Linked DNA regions of Mus musculus: regions 1 and 3 are each linked to region 2. The links are chromatin contacts, called in public Hi-C and HiChIP or PLAC-seq maps. All regions are on one chromosome and are shown on one strand. The core of a region is the stretch at or near the end of the contact, and the rest is flanking DNA. Distances in the headings are between cores, read along the strand shown. Region 1 holds the start of Spry1 (sprouty RTK signaling antagonist 1). Region 2 holds the start of Bbs12 (Bardet-Biedl syndrome 12 (human)). Region 3 has its middle 21 kb from the start of 4932438A13Rik.

The links. A called contact is a pair of places that touch in the nucleus more often than the background predicts. HiChIP or PLAC-seq counts read pairs in DNA pulled down with a chosen protein or histone mark.
Region 1: a contact with region 2 is called in a Hi-C map of nephron progenitors, with 10 times the contacts expected there. The contact joins the promoter of Spry1 here to the promoter of Bbs12 in region 2. A contact is called at or near these places in 1 of 39 promoter capture datasets (pre-B cells) and 6 of 484 Hi-C or Micro-C datasets (CD4 T cells, the G1E-ER4 cell line, cerebellum and 3 more).
Region 3: a contact with region 2 is called in an H3K4me3 HiChIP or PLAC-seq map of pro-B cells, with 4 times the contacts expected there. The contact joins the enhancer-like site here to the promoter of Bbs12 in region 2. A contact is called at or near these places in 5 of 39 promoter capture datasets (the 3T3-L1 cell line, embryonic stem cells, hematopoietic stem and progenitor cells and 2 more), 2 of 484 Hi-C or Micro-C datasets (CD4 T cells and pro-B cells) and 4 of 115 datasets of contacts at active chromatin or transcription factors (the 230-238 cell line, large pre-B cells, memory CD8 T cells and 1 more).

Annotation. Positions count from the first base shown.
Region 1 is chr3:37,636,629-37,641,411 of GRCm38.p6, forward strand. Spry1 (sprouty RTK signaling antagonist 1) reads left to right here and starts at 3,319. Exons shown (of 3, transcript NM_011896.3): 1 at 3,319-3,477; 2 at 3,892-4,180.
Region 2 is chr3:37,309,983-37,314,505 of GRCm38.p6, forward strand. Bbs12 (Bardet-Biedl syndrome 12 (human)) reads left to right here and starts at 2,572. Exons shown (of 2, transcript NM_001008502.2): 1 at 2,572-2,603. It overlaps Cetn4 (centrin 4), which reads right to left and starts at 2,464. Exons shown (of 5, transcript NM_145825.2): 1 at 2,375-2,464; 2 at 311-457; 3 at 1-83. The coding sequence starts at 2,377.
Region 3 is chr3:36,839,690-36,844,391 of GRCm38.p6, forward strand. No RefSeq gene overlaps it. Among named protein-coding and RNA genes, the nearest start is that of 4932438A13Rik, 21 kb to the right of the region's middle. Within about 2 kb of position 1,427, at least 11 of the 459 cell types and tissues checked have an H3K27ac peak or open chromatin away from gene starts, as enhancers often do. A contact at or near this core is called in pro-B cells, where this site is marked.

The sequences.
Region 1 (4,783 bases), core at 2,069-4,568, 330 kb after region 2:
GACTTTTGTATGCTTTCTCTTTTCAGTGTTAAGCACTCTTAAATGACAGGTCTATAGTTACCTACAATATGCTACTTTTTCATAAATAAAGAACAAAGTGTAATTTCTGACAGTTACTTCATTAGGAAACAAACATTAAAATAGCTCTTAGGAGGTATCTACGTCTTATTTTGTTTTAATTAAAAACACAGTTTGGTTTTCTTACAGTTCCATTTGGAAGGCCACATAATTAGGTTTAAACCAGATGAGCTTCTTATGCACATCTGTAATGATGAAAATGGTGAGAAGAGTTCAGATGAGCAATTGCTGTTGGCCAGGATTTACTTCAATGGACCATTTGCTCCTCTTATCAAAAGTCAGATGAGTAGAAGCTCCATTTACTTCCTTATGGAAATGATGTGCAAGCCAGGGCGAGGGAAGCAGGATTTAGATGCTGTTGGATAGGCAGGAAATGCCCATTTGGTACTGGGACAGAGATGCTTCCTTGTGTGAAGGTAAGGCTCTGGACAGAGACAGTCTGAGGCAGTTTGCGTGAACACTTGTCACTTTGAGTCACCTGCTTATAAGGAGAGAGGCTCTAACTCAACCAAAACACTGGAGACCAAGTAGTCAGTGGGGCTGAGTCTGTAAAACATTCAGAGTCCTTTACTCGGGGCACGACTTCATGGCTCCCACTTGCAGAATGTAAAATCATGAAGAATATGAGAGGGTAAGAACCATGCTTCTGAAAATGAGGGAAATGTTTATGGAAATCTTACAGAATAGGTTAGTCTTATTTCAGTCTTCTACAAAGACGGTTCATAAAAGGAAACTGAAAATAACACGGCCCACCCTTGCAGCTTGTCTGAGGATGTTCAAGAATACAGGGTTTATTGCCCTAAAAGGAAAGGAAAGAAGTTAATTCCCTTTACTGGATTCTTATGGATGGATTCAAATCCACTAAGACATCAACTTCTGTGATGTTTTGGTTTCAACTTTGTTTCTCAACCGCATGCAAGGCTATGAATGATAATATAGTTAATTTCACAATTACTAATGTAACTTATCATGACATCACAGAAATACTGGGCGATTTAGAAAGTATTGCTTGTCAGTCTGGAAACAAACAAAAGTATTGTTTGTCAGCCTGGAAGTGGGTACACAATGGCTCTGATGTTTTTATTTGGGCAAATCTATAAATCAACAAGTCCTTTAGTGCTTTGATTTCTTTTAAGTCACACACACTTCTGAAGCCTTTGCCAGGCGAAATTTTCACTTTATTCTCTCTCAACAAAAGAGATGGATAATTGTGTTTTCTCATGAAAGTGAAGAAAGTGTTGGGCTTCCCTTCCTACCAACTCTATTTAGACAGATCTTATGTAGGGAAGTAGGAATTACTGACATTTCCCTGATGACCCTTATATCTTTTTCAAAAATGTTCCCTACCCCAGTTGTTTATTCCTAGACTAGACTCACTGCAACTGAGCTTACTAAATAAAGCACAAGGTCTGTTTTAAACTAAAAATTTATAGTTTGTCTCAAGTCTCATGACTGCAGGCAATTAAAAAGGTGAAGCTGACTTCATTAAATGTCTTCCAGATTCAAGGTTACTAAATCCTAACCTAGGAACGTGTGATCTCAAGAAACACACAATGGAGGCATTTAAGCAGAATCAATTTTGTGCAATATATTTGATTTTGAAATAGACCATGACCTTTGAAGGTAATATTTTTAACATTTTATGGATTATTATTACTATTATTATTATTAAAAATTTTTAAACTTAAGAGATTTGTTTTAGCACATCTCTGGTCCAAATATTCTGAAATGTAAATAGGAATCTTTGAAATTATGTTTTTATAAGTGTTATGTGGTTCAAACTCTCCATTGTTGCCTCTCCTCATCTTATTACATTGGAGAATTGGCCCCAAATTTGTGCAGACAGCTGGGAAGAGCCAGATAACACACTCTGATGAGATACTGTATTTCTTACTTGACACTGCAAATCTCTTCACGCACAAAAAGAACAAAAGCAGATCCACTGGAGAAACCTCATTATGCTCCTACATCTGTGAAAAATAGACAAGACACAAAAGCCCCACCAACTCTACATTTGAAAATATGACTTTAACACATCCCCTTGCATGAAGGGTGAACAAACAGCTTCTTGGCTTTTAATACGTTCTATTACCTTCTAGTGCACTTTCTTACTGCTGATCTTCTTCATAGGGAGTGTCCTGGGTTCCTTGCATGTAATTCCACACATAACCGTGAATTCTAAAAACATTCAAAAGCTTGCAAATGCATTATGCCAACAACAACAAAAACTTTATAAAAACTCACTGCAATTGTTAAGACTTAAAAAAAAAATTACTTTGAACCCAAAATATCCTAACTCACATTCACAGGTGATTTAGATCATGGAGTTTTTGTTTATCAAATACCATTCCTGATAAAATTCCCTGGAAAAATATTTTCTATCAATATTTTGGGGGTCTTAGGTTATTTTTAAAACTCTATGGAATTTTTAATTCCACATACAGCCCTTTTCACTACATCCTGAGCTATAGCGTCCATATAATAAATAACCAAATTCCATAGTATGTAAAGACGCAAAAAGCATTCCCAGCTTACTAAAGTCCCCCACCCCGTGACAGACATATGGCTAAAGCTAAAACTTCCTGATGAGTTATGCTTATTTTATTTCATTTAAAATGCATTGGTGTTTTGGACAAAATTATACAAACATTACAAAGCAGGAAGAACTTGGGCCCCGTTTTCTCCCCTTCCCCTCCCCCCGTGTAATTTTAGGGATCGTATCACAAACCAAATGGAGCAATCACTAAAACCCCACAGCAGGAAATCCCACCCTTTAGTGTGTAATTATATTACATTTGCAAAAATGACTGTTCTTTCTGAAACTTTCATATTTCGCATGATCTGAACTTTGCACTTTTCCCTTTATCTGGGGGCACGGTGTCATGGTGTACACATTTTTTTTTCCGTTGTTGTTGGTGGTTTGTTATTGTTTTTTAAATGTTCTTCACAACTCTTTTTAAACTCAACTCTAAGGGTGGCTGCACCAGTCCCCTTAAATTGGAGGCTGACAGCTCACGACTGACAGGGGCCCTGGAATGCCCGCTCCTCCCCAGTTGCGCTCGCAGGACTCCTGCAGGCAATCGACTTTTGTTAGAGCGTCCTCGAGTCCACATCCACGATCGCTGAAATCCTGCTCCGGGTTTTCGTGCAGCCCGCGTGATTGACACATGATATCACCGGGGGCGGGTCCCGGCGTGGAGGTGGAGGTGGCGGCGACGCTGAAATGCTGCGGAGCCCGCGCGCGAGTGCTCAGCACGCAGGGGTTTGCGGCGGCCCCGCAGCCAGAGCTCTGCGGGCTAAGGAGCGGCTGCGAGCGGCGTGCATGTGCCGGGAGGGCCGGCCCCAGGCTCTGCACTAGGTAAGAGCCTTCCCCTCCCGCCGAGGACCTGGCAAGATCAGGTGAGAATGGTGCTTTATTTTATTTTATTTTCGAGGAGCTGGACGTTTTCGGAGCTGGCTCTAGCTCTGTGCCCGGCGCTTTGCGGTCGGCCCTGCAGCGAGTTCCGTAGCCAGGCAGCGAGTTACGCGTGTGCGAACGCGGGCTGGCACCGCCGCGCACCCGCGTGTCTGTGCGCATTGTTGGGGACCGACCCGCCGGGCGCTCGTGCCAGACCTGACTTTTCCCGTCCCTGCGTGCGGGCTTGCCTCGCGCAGACGCGTCTCTCGGACGCGCTTTGGACTGCGGGGCATTCCGTGGGGGCAAAACGTGCACGGCCGTGTGTGTCCGGGGCTCGTGGCTGTCCATCTCGGCGAGCAGGACAGCGTCCCGGGCTGGCAAGGGACTCACGTGTTTCTGTCTCTGCTCGTCTGCAGCCGGCGTGGCGACTGCGGGGACGCGGACCTGCGGGGACCCGAGAGCCCGGGACGACGCCGGGCCGCGCGCCTGACGACCGGGACGGGACGGTGCTGTGGAGCGGGCGCCGCGCGCACCCGGCGGATGTCCCCGAGCCGCCCTCGGCCGCCGCCAACCGCGGAGAAGCGCCCCTGCCCGGGGGCCGCCGAGGCCGCAGCGCGGGCCATGCGCGCCCGGCCGCCCCGCCGCGCTTGATGCGGCGCGCGCTCCGCCCGCTCGGCGCCCCCGGCCGGCGCCGCGGAGGCCGAGGTGAGTGCGGGCGGCAGGTGCGGGCCGGGGCGGGCCGGGCGGTCCTGGCGGTCCTCGCGCAGCCCGTGCCAAGCGCGCGGCACCCGATGGCGCTGGGGACCCAGCGCCCGCCTGTGCTCGGAGCGCAGTGCCGCGGGACGCGGGGAGAGGGCGCTGCCTCCTCCCGCCCGCGAGCTGTTTTCATTCATAACTTTATCCGGCCGGACCTGCCGCGGCTCGGTGCCCCTGAGGTCTCGGCGTGGGGCCCAAGCGCCCGACGGTGCTACCCACACTGCTGTCCGCGGGTGCGCACCGGCTTCGCTCTGGACAGTTGCGGGGTGCCTAGGTGCTCCGCCTGAGCGAACTTGCTTGGGAATGCCCTGTAAAATGCAAATTAAAGCCGTGCCTAGGGGTTTCATAACTCAAACAAGCCGTGCCCACGTCTTCCTTTCTTGTGGATGAGACTTGGCATATTTAAAGTCTTCGTTATGGAGTTTTAAATTTTTAAAAAATAGATATGGCACAGGAGCAAGGATGGGCAGTTTTCTAGTGTCGTTTAGGGCTTCGGCACCACAACATGCTGTTATGGCCGTGCATCTCATGTGCGGAGAAGGTAGTTATAAG
Region 2 (4,523 bases), core at 1,322-3,821:
CCAGTCCCTTCCTTGTCGATTTCAGCGATCAGTTGTTTTACTTCTTCTTTCTTTGGCTCAAAGCCTAAGGCCCTCATTGCAATCTGCAATAGGAGGGGGGGGGACATATTTTAATAATGCCATGATCGCATTTTGAACTTTAAAATGACTAATTAATAGCATATAAAACTATACACACATTATAATAGTAAAATAAACAAGATTTACAGATAGAGGACGTAACTTTGATAATTCTGGGTTTTGACTTATTCATCAACCAAGGACACAACTAAAATGTTACAAGATATTGTCTTAGAAATAATTTCAGAACCTTCAGTTCTTTCAGATCTATGGTTCCAGATCCATCAATATCGAATAAGTCAAAGGCCTCTTTAATTTCTTGCTTCTGGGTGTCATTCAGTTCAACTTTTGCTGCTTTTTTCTTCCATTGGTCTAAAGTTATGCGCTGGCTGGATGCCTGCAATAAGCATACACATGGGTGAAAACTGTGTAGCTAGAATGACAATTCAGTTATCCCATTTTCTTTTATAGAATGAGCTTGTTTTCCCCCTTGTTAATACTTTAGGTTATTAACATCTTTTCCCCCATCTTTTGAAACAGGGCCTCCCTAGGGCACCCAGACTGCCCTGGAACTCTCAGTCCTGCCCGAGATTCCTAACCACAATTATTAATTTGATAGAAAATGTGGGCATTTTTTTTCTCTTAGATTTTCCCCCTCTTAAAACTAGAGCTTTTGAAGGGAGAAGCAGCTAAGTAAACTAGCATAAAACTGTGTGGTATATCAGAGTGCAGTTAGCTTATGAGAACAGTATTATTTTAAGAAATGTGCACTTCTCATACATGTATCACAGTACTTGCTTGATGTAGTGAGAATTTTATTTTCTTTGAAAAACACAGAAATGTTGTGGGAATACGTTTTCATTCTAATCCCAGGTGTGGGATATGGGGCTGCTTCAGACTGTCCACAGCAGCTGACTATGATTTGCCTCGTGCTCTAGCAGGGGTGTGATTTTGTCAGCTGCAGATAGTTTCTTCGAATGTGTGACTTTTGGAATTCTGGCAACTTTTCAGAAGGTATACACATGCTGAGGCCTCAAGAGGTGGGGTTGTTGTTGGTGGTGGTTGGTTGGTTGGGTTTGTTAAGTAGTCCTGTGCAAAGAAGTTAGATATCCTGGCAGCAAAGATCAAACTTGTCCCAAAGAACTCTACACCCCTAATCAGTAGGAAGTAGTTTAATGATAACGCCATTCCTTTCCCCTCTACTCTTTTTCTCTCTCTCCTATCTAGCATTAGAGGGTTTAAAGAGTAGGAAAGAGTGGAAGAGAAAAGAACCCACAAAGCAGCAAACAGCACAGGGGCATGCATACTAGAACACAATCATCCTGCACCACAAAAACACAAAAGTAAAAAACCCTGGTTATGGTGAACGTCTGCTCCACAGATACGCATGAGAATGTTTGACCAATTATGCGGATACACCCAACATGTGGAAGATGAAGGATCTGTCTGCTGTTTGCTTCTTTATGTCACCAAAGTAGGTCACAGAATCACTGTAGATTCTCCTCTCTGCAAGTGGAGTGGGGAAGCCCTGGAGGTGGCTGAGGATCTAAGTGGCCTATTGGCTGTGGTCACTTCGGATTCTTGGTTCTAGAGCTGCAGATTCTGATGAGTGGTCTTCTAGAGCCTAGGGCAGCCACCTGAGTCACCATTTTTTTTTTCAGCAAGAAGTCAGTGACCCTTTAAGTGGCCTGAGTTGATGAGCCTGAGTGGTCTTCTAGAGCCTAGGGCAGTCACCCGAGTCACCATTTTTTTCAGCAATAAGTCAGTGACCCTTTAGCTTTGAGTGGCCTGAGTGGTCTTCTAGAGCCTAGGGAAGTCACCTGAGTCATCATTTTTTTTTTTTTTTTTCAGCAAGAAGTCAGTGACCCTTTAGCTTTGAGTGGCCTGAGTTGATGAGCCCCTGGCCATCAGGATTGAGTCAGTGGGCCCCTTCCTCTCCGTGAAAGAATTGCTGGTCCCCTGATCATCAGTGGTTAGCTAGGTACCCCACTTCCAGTCAGCAGATGAGTTGGTGGCTCCCTGACCCTCAGTGGTTCCTGTTCCTTCAGCGGCTGAGTTGATGGCCCGCAGGATGTTGGTGGCCCGAGGTTGATGGCCTCTGCTATGCTCGCTTCCCTGTCTTGAAGTCTGTCTGCAGTGGTCTCCGTGCCCCAGGGTCGTATCTCTTTATCGCTGGGCCAACCCTCATAGACTGCAGGCGTTGGTGGATAAATGGAAAGGGAGACCCATCTCTGTTCTCCCTGGCTTAGCTACTAAAGATCCTGACACGGAAGGCAGTAAGCTGGGAAGAACACCAGGGTCCCACAGCACTCACCATATCCCCTCCCTGCGCCCCTGCCCGCGCCCGCGCAACAGCCGCTCTCCCCTCCGCGGCCCGCGTTTGCTCCCGACAGGCGGTTGCTATAGCAGCGCTCAGCGCGCAAGCCCGCCCACCAGCTTCCGTGATTGACGACCATTGCGCCCAATGGAAAGACAAGAGAGCTCTGACCGCGCTCAAGCAGGCGGGACTGGCTGGGTTCCGGCGCTGTGCAGATCCGCGCGTGGTGAGGAGGGTCGTGGACCCTAGGGGCAGGAAGCCAGGGAGGGTGGGGGCGAGTGCTCCGTCACGCGTGTCCCCAGACTCTTTACACACCGGGCCAACAGCCCTGCGGCCTTCCGGCCCAGAGCCGCCCGAGGGCGCGCGGCGGCATGGAGCCCGAGAGGTGGGTGGGTGGGGGCGTCCTTGCGGGGCGGGACGCCAGCCTGGGACCGAGGACGGCGTGGGCCTTCTCCTGGGCTGAAAACAGTGCAAAGCAATCTTTTCCTAGTGTGCTGAGTAAAACGTGGCGCATTCCCAAAGCCGCTGCCTCACGTCGCAGACACTCAGGTTGTAATCCTTAAATCTCCTTAGGTTCCTGGGGTAAGTTTGTCCTTATGGTAGAAGCCAGTTTTCCTGCCTTAAGTTTTCCCAATGGGAACTCAAAGGATGTAAAGTCATAATATTTTGTGAGTGAAGTAAAGTATTAAATCATTTACCTATAATCTATTGGTTTTTTTTCAAGGCACGTATCGCATCCGAAAAGTTACACTTGGACAGTTTTCAGAGTCATAATTAATACTAATTTTAAATAGATTTCTGAAACCCAGAAACGAATATTAGTCAGACAGATAGGCAGGCATTCCCGCGCTCATACACACAAACACACACACCGGGGTGGGGGGGGGGAGGAGAGGGGGGTGGAAGCTGCCTTTTAGACATTCCTGAATATCATTTGATCTGATGACTATCAAAAGGCTGCTAAACCTAAATAAATCTTACATCACCATGATTTAGGAATTTGGATGTTCTAGTGTTAGAGGTTATGGTTTATGATAGGTTAAAGATAGCTTAGGCAGTAGGTTCCTTGAAGAAGAACATTCCAGAAAGAGGGACACTTAGAAATACTGAGACAGGGAGCATGCTTTGCATAGTCTAAAAGCACAGAGAAGGCCTGAGCACAGCAGATGAGTCAGAAAGGAAGAAGTGTGGGTTTTCGTGCTGTGTGGGGACAAGGCCTTTATGTGAGTGAGTTAGGGAGACTTTGTAAGATTCTCAGTACAGAAGTGAAAGGATGTGACTCACTTTTATAGGAACTCCCTGTGCTAAACAGGAGTAAAGACTATTTTCTGAGAGGCTGCTAAGCAGTGGAGTGTTGTGGTTAGATTATAGTGTTAGGAGTAGACTGGAGAGGACACCAGACTTAGTTCTGAGGAGATGAAAATCCTAGTTATACCTATCAAAAAAACGCAGAGCTTTTAAACGTAACCCCTGAAAAGCAAATGAGATGTGATCTTATGAAAAGACAATTTCTGAAGTCAGTATGCCATTTACATAATCTGACTTTGCTCTCCCGTGGCAGATAGAAAGCTAAGGAAACAGTCTGACGAGCAACAGAACTGACCTGTTTGTGGAAGGCATTAGTGCCAGTCACAGCAGAACAAAAATCAGGTTGTGTTAGTGCCGTGCCAAGAACAGTTACCAGAGGTGCCTGGTCACTTTGGAAATTGCCCATCTTCCCATCCCTGTTACTGCCATTGCTGTTTCACATCCAACCTCTTAGAAAATAAGACATTTTGAGTTGTATTACTAATAGCCTATTGGAGTCTCTTCAGAATCATTTAGAAATCTTCCCAAGTTAGGGATGCTAAGATACTTCTTCAGTTTCTAGTCAAAATTGAAATAGAGTCTTCAAATGTTAAAAGATCTCTTGTGAGTATTAATTTTGATATCTGTTGTATAAGACTTTTCTTGCAGATTGTTGAAATCCATCCTTTTATCTGGGAAAACCTTTTTTAACATAATTCAATACAGACTGAGTTTGAAATACCTATGGGTTTTTCCAGTTGTTTTGGATTATTTCTCACTCACAGACTTGATTCTTACCATTTAAACATACTCTAGAAAGGAGACCAGAACTCTTAATGCCACCCCCCTACCCACCCAC
Region 3 (4,702 bases), core at 177-2,676, 470 kb before region 2:
AGACACTTCTTTGATTTAACTGGGAATCTGGGAATATTGATGCTGAAGGTCTTTGTCCCCAACTGGCTCTTGATCAATCAACAAAGATGCCAGTGGCTAGTGGTTGGGCAGAAATAAAGAGGCAGGTCTTCCAGGTTCCTGCAGGCTAAGAGAGAGAGAGAGAGAGAGAGAGAGAGAGAGAGAGAGAGAGAGAGAGAGAGAGAGAATGAATCGATATACTTGGAGGAGAGAGATGGAACAGACTCAGAGCTGTAGGGGAGATCTGCCAAAATGTAGGCAGAAAGGGAAAGTGTACCATAGAAGGGCAGCACGAAATGGCTTGGGCAGGAAGATGAATGGGCTTCACAGAAGGTTACTAGACAACTAAACTGAGGGAAAATTTAGAGGTCTTGAGCTAGGACTAAAGGGGAAGGCATGCTAGCTGCAGGAGGCTTAGAAGAACCCAGCCATTGAGCCAGTAAGGCAGATTAAAAATGAGCTAGTATGTGTATATCTTTCATCTGCAGATCCAAGGTAGCAACTGGGGAGATGAGCTGGGAGCTCAAATCGGTGTAGCAAAAACTCACTGCTACTGGTAGGGGAATTAGTATTTGAATAACACAGTGCCAGAAAACATTATGCCTACAAGGCTGGGTGCCTGTCACGTTAAACACTCAAGTAAAGAAGCCCTTAGGTCCAATCACACACTTCATGGATTAAGAAGATGACCATAAGAAAGGACCCTGAAATCTGAAGCCTGACATCATCACAAGCGTTTGTACAAGCCAGAATTCCTTTGTTTGCGTCTTATACTTAAATATGCTTAAATTGACACATAATAATCACACTTCTTTATGGTTTGGGAATTGGAATTCTTTATAGGGGATTCATAAATTTAGGTGGGAAATAATGACACTGTTTTTTTCTGAACTCCACCTGAAATTTAATAATTTCTTCACTTATTAATTCAGGTGACAAGACAGAAATACATGGAACTGTGTTATCAGCACAAGTCACTGAGATCATAACATCTTAGAGTTGTAGATAATGTAAAACTCAGCTCTAATTCAAAATTATAGAGGATTTGGTATCTAATTTATACAACAGCTCCAGGGCTACTGTTTGGCTAAATGCAGTACTCCAGCCTCGTCAAGGGGACCTGTGGAACCGTCACTTCCTCCCAGTGTGCTCCAGCTTCTCCTGTCCCCCCCCCCCCCCCCCCGGCCTGAAATGTTCCACTCTCTGGTCCCTGCTTCTCATTATCCATCAATCGGGTATTTTTTTTTTTTTAATCTGCTAAACAGAACAAAGCAGTGTATCTCCGGACTCAGGGGTCTTTGCGCTCTGGAGCACAGCAAACTGACACAGATGTGGCTTCCCAAAGGTTGGGAAGTGTTATTCATGCACTCTCTTTGCGAACTCAGAACAGTTGCCTTGTCAGCCTTTTAGCCACCACTAGGTGGAGACTCTCTCCCCCTCATCACCCTTCGGGCTGTGTGAAGGAGAGAGAGTAAGGTTTGAAGTCCGAGTGGGTTTCATCAATCAGAATCTTCCTTCCTAAAAAAGCCGTTCTTACCACAGGGCTGTTTCTCTTTCTACATTTATTTACCACTTATGGTTGAATTTTGGAGTGGTGTTAAATGGGAGCAGAGACTTTGCTCTGTTCCGTTTCTGTATCTCCTGAACCTCAAACAATATCTGTTGTGGTCATAGGAGCTTAATATCCACTGCCTGATGTGCAGACTCCATTTTTTGAAGTTTATTTATTGTTATTATTTTCATATTTTCTTTTAATTTTTTATTCTTTTATTTTTATTTTATTTGTTTGTTTGTTTGTTTGTTTGTTTGTTTGTTTCGAGACAGGGCTTCTCTGTATAGCCCTGCCTGGCTGTCCTGGAACTCACTGTGTAGACCAGGCTGGCCTTGAACTCAGAAATCTGCCTGCCTCTGCCTCCCAAGTACTAGGATTAAAGGCGTGCGCCACCACCACCTGGCTTTCTTTTTATTTTATGTGTATAAGTATTCTGCCCGCATTTATGCTTACATATCATGCTCACTTCTGGTGTCTATGCAGGCCGGGAAAGGGCATCTAATCCCCTGGAACTAAGTTACTAATGGTTGTAAGCCACAATATAGATGCTGAGAAACAAATCCAAGTCCTTTGCAAGAGCAACACATGCTCTTAAAGCACTGAACCATCTCCAGACCCAGGCTAACGCCTTATTCGGAAAGGTAATTTCTAAAAGATCTGCTTTGTTTTAAATTATGCATGTGTATCTCTATGAGGTATATGCATGTGAATGCAGATGTCATTCACAATGCAGAGACCAGATGCACTGGATCCCCTCTGGAGCTGAGTTATAGGCAGTTGTGAGCCACGAGAGCCACGCAGTGTGGGTACTGGCCCAGGATCACATCATATCAGCACCCAAAGATGTTCTCTATATCATCCTCCTCCTTCAGTTCCTTGCTTCCTCCTCCTCTCATTTTTCATCTGTTTCATGTCTGTGCTAGGTGTGTGTACTATAGTTTGTAGTAACTCGCCATCTGTGGTGGGCATTGAGATCTGCTTCCAGTAATTTGCCATTATAAATAATGCTCCATAGAATTATCTGTTGTGGGGTTTTTTTTTTTTCTTCATAGTTTTGCATCTTTAGGGTCAATCCCTTGGGCTGGGAATTCTTAATTTAAATGCATGTGTGGTTTGTATAGATGCTCCCCATTTTCCCTCATTGGGAGTTCCGCCCTCTTATCCTTCCTTGGAGACTCTGAGAGTGCTTGTGTATGTTACTCAGTCTTTGGAATATTTGTTAATCTAATAGAACAGAAACAGTTTAGTTCAGCACTTCTCAACCTGTGGGCCGTGACCCCTTTGGGGGTCAAATGACCCTTTTATAGGGGTTGCCTAAGAACATAGGAAAACACAGATATCTACATTATTATTCATAACAGTAACAAAAGTGCAGTTATGAAATAGCAATGAAATGATTTTATGGTCAGGGGTCACCATAACATGAGAGACTGTTAAAGCACTGAAGCATTAGGAAGGTTAAGAATGATTGGTCTAATTTTTAGTGAAGGTTTGATTTCTTTCCTTATTTAGCTCTTCTGTTATCTCTCCTGTGGATTCTTGCTTTGTGTGATTGCAGAAGGTAAGCTGAGGTTCCCCCACCCACCCCCCCATCTGTCTTTACTGCATATGGTGGTTCCAACATCCCACCCCTTTCTTCCTTCCTTCCACTGTGCTGTTGTAGTGCTGACCTTCTTCCTGCTCCTCAAACTCCAGGTATCAGCCAGGCTTCTGCAGAGAAACAGAGTCTATATGATACTCATCTTGACAGCAACTGCAGGATGGCTCTTCAGAAGTAAATTTACCACATGGATCTATAGAGAGACACAGATCATTGTATAAATATGGGTTTATTAATGTAGAAATGTCTGTCTATAAATCTACATATAGCCCCATATTTCTTTCTATCTTCATCAGTCAGTTGATTGACAGATAAATACATAAACAAGATTTTTTTTTTGAGAATTTAGTTCATGCAGCTGTGAGCAGATACGTTTGAAATTCCCAAGTAGGCTTGCAGCTGGAAACTCCAGAAGGATCATTAATGCTGCAGTATGAAAGCAGGATTTCATCTCCTTGGGAAAACCCTGGCTTTGTTCTTAGGTAATAGCATGAGGCCCGACTACAGTATAGATGATAATCTGTCAGTCACCTGATTAAGGATGGTAATCTACAGTACCAGCATATCCTAGGAAATACATGGAATACAAATGACAGATGGATAATGATAAAATGAAAACCTTTATATAAGAAAGAAGGGAGAAGGGAAGTATTGCTTATTTTCTATTATTATTATTTTAAATTTATTTTAATTTTGTTTACTTGCTCACTTTACATTCCACTCATTGCCCCCCCTCCGGGTCACCCCCTCCCACAATCCTTCCCTCTTTCCCCATCTCCCCTCCCCTTCTTTTTCCTCTGAGTGTGTGGCGCCTCACCTGGGTCTCCCCCCATCCTAGCACTTCAAGTCTCTGTGAGTCTAGTTGCTTCCTTTCTCACTGAATCCAGACAAGGCAGCCCAGCTAGAAGACCATATCCCATGTACAGGCAACAACTTTGAGCAAGGGCAGGTAACCTAGTATCCCCCAGGCCCATCAGCATTGTGTGTGTCCCCCAAACCCCTACCTCCAGGTGAAGGGCAAGGGGAAAACCTCCACTCAGTTTAGATACATACAGGTCTACCAGGGTAAGCTGAGGTGAATGGCAGCTGCACACAGGTTCATTCACAGGTGGCCTTAGCAGTGATAAGGGACAGGTATCTCAGTGGGTTGAGCCCTCAGAGATTGGGAGGTCTGAGAGAGAAGTTTGTGTTTGGATGTAAAGAAATGCATACTACGTACCAAGCTTCCCCCCGCCCCCCTTTTAAATCACATCTTAGTCACTAATAGTATTTGATGTAGAGGACACTCGAAAGTGGTTTGGCCAGAAGATACCTGCTGGCCTTTTGTACCTCTGAACTAAAACTGGTAACAAGAGCACAAATGTGAGCATACAGTTATGATATAAGAATAGGTTAGGGATGGGAGCATAGCTCTGTAGTAGAGAGCACATGCCTAGTGGTGTGTAGTTCTGGGTTTGACCTATAACACTGAGAAAAACATTGGAGAATTATGAATGAAAACTTCCAGTTCCTATTTACACCTATTAAAAATA